Linked DNA regions of Podarcis muralis: region 1 is linked to region 2. The links are chromatin contacts, called in public Hi-C maps. All regions are on one chromosome and are shown on one strand. Each heading gives the region's core, a stretch centred on a gene start, on an enhancer-like site or on the middle of the called end of the contact. The rest is flanking DNA. Distances are from core to core; before and after follow the strand shown. Region 1 holds the start of SCAF8 (SR-related CTD associated factor 8). Region 2 holds the start of TFB1M (transcription factor B1, mitochondrial).

What was found. A called contact is a pair of places that touch in the nucleus more often than the background predicts.
Region 1: a contact with region 2 is called in a Hi-C map of tail, with 5 times the contacts expected there. The contact joins the promoter of SCAF8 here to the promoter of TFB1M in region 2. A contact is called at or near these places in 2 of 3 Hi-C or Micro-C datasets (blood and tail).

The regions. Positions count from the first base shown.
Region 1 is chr3:54,783,524-54,787,462 of rPodMur119.hap1.1, forward strand. It overlaps SCAF8 (SR-related CTD associated factor 8), which reads right to left and starts at 1,409. Exons shown (of 22, transcript XR_003705926.2): 1 at 1,048-1,409.
Region 2 is chr3:54,514,178-54,518,112 of rPodMur119.hap1.1, forward strand. It overlaps TFB1M (transcription factor B1, mitochondrial), which reads left to right and starts at 1,520. Exons shown (of 8, transcript XM_028723737.2): 1 at 1,520-1,657; 2 at 2,905-3,062. The coding sequence starts at 2,930.

The DNA.
Region 1 (3,939 bases), core at 159-2,658, 270 kb after region 2:
TTCTCCTTTCTACTTATTTCCCCTGAAAAGTGTGTACTTTTAAACAGTATTAAATCACTTTTCTAAATAAAGCTGCATGCTGTTTGTACAACTGGAGTTTTACAGCTTTATTGTGAAAAACTGATTTCATTCAAGGACACATGTCTGTGCAGATTCTCAGCAACCGGGGTTTCCTTTCTTTCCAGACCAAATATTTTTCAAAATTAAGCGACATATCCAAACTCCAACGTGCATACAAAAAAGACTTTCATTTTCAATAGCAAGGTGGCTTTTTTTTTTTTTACAGGCCAACTTCTACTGTAACTATCTGACCCTTCTATTTGGCGTAATAATATTCTGCATGCGGAGCAGCAAACCCACTCGGTACGCTCCTGGGAAGAGGGGGAATGTTGTGCATGTGATGCTTGTTGCTTTAACAGGCTAACGGAGACGCAGACTTTTATCAGGCCTCTTCCACCATCTGCAGTGTTGCTGTCTCGATATCCCAAAACATAACCTACAAAAGCAAAGGCTGGTACAGCGCGTTTTAGTTTTGACTGCAGCAGAGATAGACGAGCATCATGGAGGGAAGGGGGAGGGCGGCGGCGGCTTATTAACCTCCCCCCCTCCCCGCCATAATGTGGGCAGTCACGATGGAGGGGGCGGCGACACACGGAAGGTGCTCGGGCAGTATTTAAACAAGGACGGGCAGGGCAGCATTTCAACGGGGCAGAGAGAAAGAGAAGGTGAAAGTGGGGAGGGGAAAGGGAGCAGGGGGGTCAGGAGAACACGGGCCAGAAAGGGAAAGCAGCCGGTTTCTTATTTTCACCTCTCCCCAATTCCCTCCCTCCCTTGTATTTCATCGTTTATATAGGAACCGGGCCTCCCAGACTAAGGAAGAGAGCGCCCCCCCCCACCCTCCTCCTCCCTCCCTCGCACCGAGGGCCTCTCCTTTCCTCGTACCTCTCGGGAGGGGAGAGGCCACCCGGCGCCTCCCCGCCCCTGGGCCTGCCCCCGGCGACCAGAAGCGGGGCCCCTGCCGCCCTCCGCCCGCCCCTGGGCACAGACCTCGCTGTTGAAGGCTTTCACGGCCTCCATGTTGTGGCGGAGGGAAGAGGCTGGCGACGAGCTGAGCGGGAGGGGGGACGGCGGCTCTGCTCCCTGCTGTGGCGGCGGCGGCCGGTTTCCTTCAGAGGCCTTCGGGCCTTGTCGCCATGGCGGCGGCGGGGTGGCGGGCGGGCAGTCGGGTAAGGGAAGGGGGCTCCTCCCTTGCTCCGCTGGGCCGCCCCAGGGCAGGCTCCGCTGGCGCTGCAGGGACAAACACGCAATAGCTGCGGCGCGGGCACCAATATGGCGGCCGGGAGGGCTCTTCGCTCGCTCGCTTGCAGCAGCAGCAGCGCAGTTCTCTCTCCGAGAGCAGCCGAGATGCCGGCTAGAGCGGCCCCTAGCGGGCGACCGAAACGCCGGGCAGACAGCCGAGAGGAACGGCGGGACACCAGAGAAAGCAAGAGACGCAGAGCGGCGTCCCGAGTTCCGCCACCCCCCCCCCCTTGGCGGACTACAGGCAGCTAGGGTTGAGGACGAGCTCCCCTCGCAGGGAAGTAGGAGGTAGTGCAGCTTGGTGGGCGGCGGCGGCAGAAAAAGAACGCAGCTTTTGGTCAGCTCTGGGCGCAGAGGCGCGCGCAGAATGTCTCTGTGTTGGTTAGCAAGAGATGCGAGGGGACAAGAGAGCTGTCACCGCCAGGCTCGTTGCTGGATCCTGCGCTGTTTTGCTCTCCCACCCACCCTCTCAGAAGTCCCATCGAGCTGAATTCAAGATGGATTCCGCACCCAAGGGGGGAGGAGAGCGTTGCAGACTGAGGCTGCAATCCTGAATGCGCTTACTCGGGAGTAAGGGTCCCTGGAGACAGTGGTATTTGCATAAACACACATAGGATTGCTCTTTCAGCAATATCCCTACCGGATATGCCGTTACAATATAGCTGTTCTAAATCTGCTCTTAACAATGTTTATGAAATAACCATCTTTGCAGTGCCACACATGTATTCTCATGAATTAAGTCCTACAGTGTTTAACGGGACTTACTCCTGGGTAACTGGCACCGTAAATTGGATTTGCAGTCATCGTTAAATTGTAGGTTTGTTTTGAATTTTACAATCTTGAATAGTTACAACAGAAAACTTTAGACACTCTTCTACACAGAGTATTCAGTAAGAACAAAAACACAGGAAGCAACAAAAAATGCATTTTTTAAAACAACCAAAAGGCAGCCATCCTTTTTGTCAAGCTCATTTGCCAAATGATTGGTTGATGTTTTCTCTAAAGAAAAGTCTGTGATTGTGTTACAGCTGGAGGTCTTCCTCGGGTGCTTTGAATGGAAAAAGCCACCAGAACGGGAAGGGAGACCACCTCCCAAAATACATGTGTTCAAAGGAGCAGCATTTGTGGAGACAGAGTTGGACTAACCTGAACTGCTGCTGGACTCCTAAGGGCACCAAGTACCAGATGCCTGATGTTGGGCTTGTCAAGGGTGTGTTTGCTGCTTGCCTTCCACCTGTTGTGAGCATAAGAACAACACTTACCTCAGACCAATGGCCAGCACTAGTGGCTAACATGGGAAATCCACAAGCAGGACCCGAGTGCCGCAATGGTCTCCCCACATATAATTCCCAGCCACTGGTATTCAGAGGCTTACTGCCTCTGACAGTGGAGGGTACGGCCAAACTCACCATGGCTTGTACCCGCTGATAGCCTTACCCTCCATGAATTTGTCTAAGCCCTTTTTAAAAGCTATCCAAGTTGGTGGCTATCACTGCTTCTTGTTAGAGTGAAATTCATGGCTCAGCTATGTGCTTTGTGAAGGAATAGTTTCCTTTTTGTTTGTCCTGAATCTCTTCCAACATTCAGCTTCCTTGGATGTCCATGAGTTTTAGCATTATGAGAAAGGGACAATGTGGGCAACTTCTCCCAATCCACATTCTCCAAACCAGGCACAATTTTATGCAACTGTCCTTGTGTGTGCAGATTAAATGATAAAGAGGATAGCAGCTTTCAAGTGCAGCTGGGAAAATATGCTGGATATCCAATTTCTAATATTAATGAGCAATCAATATATACAGAAGTGTGTTCATATAAAAGAATCACTAGAAGATACAGTACCCCGGTACTTAATACCTTATTGGTTATTCCTTTTAATAAGGACCTCAGAATAACAAAGCTACTACATTTTTAATAGCTTAGCCAAGTCATAAATAAAATGTAATAGATAGCATTACAGAAGTTGAAATGTTATTTTTTTAGTCCTTAGTGTTATTTTTATTAACTGATTTTAGATTTCTGGACTGTAATTATTTTTCTTTGAATTTTGTAATGGCCAATGCAGCTAAATAACACAAACTGAAAAGTTTACATGATTTTTGGCACATTTGGTGGAATTTTAATTAAAACATTCTGGTGAAAGATGCTTTTTATATAGTTCCATTTACAATTCATACTCAGAATAGCCCACTGAAACCAACAGACATGACTAATGTAGGTCCATTAATTTCAGTGGGTCTGTTCTGAGTTGAACTTAGTTGGATACAACCTCTAATATTTTGGAACTGTTAGTGATACTGCCTGGGCATTTTGAGTACAAAGAAATGATGTGAACCAACATTAAAAGAATAGCAAACAAAGATGTGGAAAATAACTGAAATGTGCACTGTTTGCCATCTAAGAAATAGTAAATGGCAAACAGAACTTTAAAACATTTTGGCTGTATTGAATTCATGATTACATATACTTTAGATTGGATAGGGTTTAAATATCAAGTCTATGTTTGATATGACTATCATTTGTGCACATATTTATTCTATACAGTGGTACCTCGGGTTACATACGCTTCAGGTTACATATGCTTCAGGTTACGGACTCTGCTAACCCAGAAATAGTGCTTCAAGTTAAGAACTTTGCTTCAGG
Region 2 (3,935 bases), core at 270-2,769:
GTGTAAGACACAAATGTTGAATTGATTGGACGTTGCCACTGAATATGAAGACATAGTATTGAGAACCTGAAACACTTTACTATTGTCAGATTAAATTAAGAATATGGAACAAATGAAGTTGCTGTATGTTCACCACTTGTAGACTGAAAACTACAGCTGTAGAAATATTTCTCAAGATAAGTTTGGGTGCTTACAGAGGACATTAATACTGCAAATGTGTTGTCACCAACAGTTTTTTTTATTTATCAGATTTTCTACAGAAGGGGGGAATTAGATTAAGGGGAGGGGGCAGGGCCAGTTTAGAGGCCCTAAGCACTTGATTTTGGTGCCCCCATATCTAATTCAAAAGTAAGCAATAATAAACTGTAAAATGAAACAGTATTTTTCAGAATGAAACAAAATCTAAAGATTGAAAATAATGGTTTTTTTGTATACTTCCACTTTGTATTTTTTTAAAAATCCACATTTTCTAATTGCAAAACTAATCTTACATAACACATAAGCTTCTATACTTAGTAGAGATAAGGCATCCAGCCTCAACTCTCACTTCTTGCCTTTGTCTTTCTAATGATGGTAGTTAGACAAAAGCCAGAGCTGAGAGTTGAGGGAGGGCCCCCCACCAATTTGCTGTATGACACAGTTATCTTAGATAGAGGGGCATTACCTCACCCAAAAGCTAGCCTGGATCTTCCAAGAATTGAATCTGTGCTGGATCCAGTTATTAGAAGGGGGCTTGGGCGCACAACCCATCCGCCACAACTCATAACAATAAAATTAAAAAAACAATCTAATGCAAAAGATGTGCCATCTTCTGTCTTCAACCACAAATCCACACACTGTGGACCACCTGAATAACGCTTGTGGACCACTGATGGTCCATGTTCCAGAGCTTGGGAACTCTTGGCTGAGAAAACAACTGAGATTTCTTGCTGTTTTCTGTTGTCAGTGTGAAGTCTATGAAATCCCCTCACACCTTTGCTAGACTTGGGGAAATGTGACTGACCTGACCAAGGGTCAGCATGACAGAAGGGAGTTCTTGATTGCTATAAAAATTAGCTTTTCGTTAGTATTCTGCATTGCATTCTACATACTAGCTACACCTTCTCACAGAACCTCATCTCCTAAGGCCAAAATACTATCTCTCATGGTTACTAAGCAGAGGGGGAACTGCACTTTGCACATGTCCAGAGACGCTCTTTTCTCGCTGGAATCTGTTGTTATGACTCCGATCTCTCCTATGTTATTCCTTATTGCATGATCCTGACCCAGAGTCAAATCTCCACTGAAGATGGAGGAAGAGCTTAAATGCCACAGAAGGATCTCAGATCTTCCCGCCCTTCGCTCTTGAGGGCTGGCTGAGAAAGTTGGGTGGTGGAAAGCAGCGAGCGAAAAACTCCGGAAACCACGAAGAGGCGGAAGAAGGCAGCGAAGCAATAAAGCGTTGAGCGGCGAACGCCTTCCTCGAGCGCTATACGCAGCCAAGTGCGTCCCGCCCCCTTTAGGCGCTAATGAACACCAGCCAATGAGCGGGCGGCTGTCGGCAGTTGGGCGGAGTTCTCCCTGGAGAGAAGACAAGAAGAAGGGGTAGAGCGTCTTTTCCAATCCTGCAGTGGGAAGAGGGTGAATGATACGGATTTCCGCATCCGGGGTCATGAGGGCATTTTTTTTTTTATTTAAGGGAGGTGGGGGGGGGAAAGGGGTATTCCATCTCATTAGGAACAAGCGAGCACTCCCCTCCCCCGGTATTTGTGTTCCTCGTCGTTTTACTTCATTCCGCCTCTTTCCTAATGCGGCGTCTTGTGAGGGAAACGGACCCATAACTGTAAGTTGCAAGCGCCCGCCTTCGCTTCTCGCGCGTTTTCCCCCGCCCCTCCCCGCGTTGCGCGTGCGCACCGGCGACCTGAGCGCGCGGCGGCTGGTTCTGTCGGCTGCTCTGCTCCTCCTGTGCGCTCACGCCGACTCCCTTCAGTGAACTGGCCGAGAGCCTTTTCGGTTAGAGCCCAAGAAGCCCGTGACGGGAGGCGGGGTATGCCCTTCCCTCGACCCCACCATTATCAAATCCATTATCAAATGCTGTGAAAAACGTGTATAAACTGTTGTCAGCGGGCTCCAAGAGAGGTTCTTTTCTTTAGCCAGTTGGCAGCCCGAAAGCTTCTGCCCCTCAGTTCACGCAGAGGAGCGGCGTGTGGCGCCTTGCTTGCTAAACTTGAGTAGGTTGCCCTCACGGAAGACCAGTGTTTCTATATACGGCCCTTGCAGGTTCTTGCAAGGCAAGGTAGAGTTGCCATAGGGGGGGGGGGGCTGCGAAAAGCGGGGTTTGAATGTTTTCTCGAAGTGAGTTTAGAAGCATCCCAACATATAACAACCAGGATTGCAAGAGCAACTTGTTATTATCTCGTGTGCTGCTTCCTAAACCACACATAAATACAGTGGTACCTGAGGTTAAGTACTTAATTCGTTCTGGAGGTCCGTTCTTAACCTGAAACTGTTCTTAACCTGAAGCACCACTTTAGCTAATGGGGCCTCCTGCTGCTGCCGCGCCGCCAGAGCACAATTTCTGTTCTCCTCCTGAAGCAAAGTTCTTAACCCAAGGTACTATTTCTGGGTCAGCGGAGTCTGTAACCTGAAGCGTATGTAACCTAAAGCGTATGTAACCCAAGGTACCACTGTATTTGTATCCACTCTAGGCCATATTTTCAGTCAGAAAGTCTTCAGAAACATATAACATAAAGTTTTGGGTACTTTAGAACGTTTGATGCTGACGGAAAGCATGTGTTGGATGTTGCTGGTCCAACTAAAAAAGCTTTAATGTGGGAGGGTGTAGAATGTCAAGGCCTCTTAAAACTTGATAGCCAAATATATAATAAGTTCTAATTTAATCTTTTCCTCCTAATATTTTGCTAGTGGCAAAGAGTAACACTTTTAATCAATGGCTGCATCAAGACAAGCGGCTATGTTCCGCCTACCACCTCTTCCAACAATTGGAGAAATTATTAAACTGTTTAAGCTCAAAGCTGAAAAGCAGCTGTCCCAGAACTTTCTTCTGGATCTGAGACTTACAGGTAAGCAGTCTGTGTCATCTTTCAGTTTTCATACATATACTACTTTGTGGTTTTCTACATTTTTAAAAAGCTGTGTTTAAATAGATTATATTTGTATGTTTATTTAAATTGAATGCACTATGTTTAAATTATTCAAACATGGATTAGCAGTTTAAGCATTCTATTGTTTTGTTAGAAAAAGGACCCATTGAGTTTAATGGGACGTACTCCCAGGTAAGTGAGTGCACAATTAAAGGCCAGATATGGCATGATTCATGAAAATATTCCATATAGGCAATTCTACCACAATTGCTCGCTCAAAACTCCAACTCTTCACAGGCCTCTCCAAGGTCAGTGCAAAGGCTCCTGGAATTGCACTTGTTAAGGCTCGTTGGGTTGCTAGAAGCTATTTTTGGGCAGTTTTTGCGCTCTTTTGGGGCCATTTTTGCGTTTTTTTGGGGGGGGGGCACTTCCAGGTTCATGGCGATGTGTGTGGTCATGGTTGTGCATGCCTTGAACGCACATAAATGCGGAGTTGCATATACTCCAGGCCTTAATTATGTAGTGTCTACAGTTTAGAATACTTCAGTATGGTAGCATAGGTCAAGGGCTATCAATTTACCTCTATAGCGTGTACTGATGATATAAATTAATGGATAAAGTTATGTTATGCAGAGCCAGGTTATCACCCAAACTGAAACATACACAATGTGCCCCGTACTGAAGCCACTAGTGAAAGTGATGATTCTCTTATTTACTTTCACAGTGACCCATTGAGGTAGACCATGTGGAGAGAGTTCATGTGTGGCAATGTAATTCCTGTGAACTAAATGTCACGTGTTTAACCAGTTCACTAGGCCATTCTCCCTGATAGCTTTGCACTGTCTTCTTCTT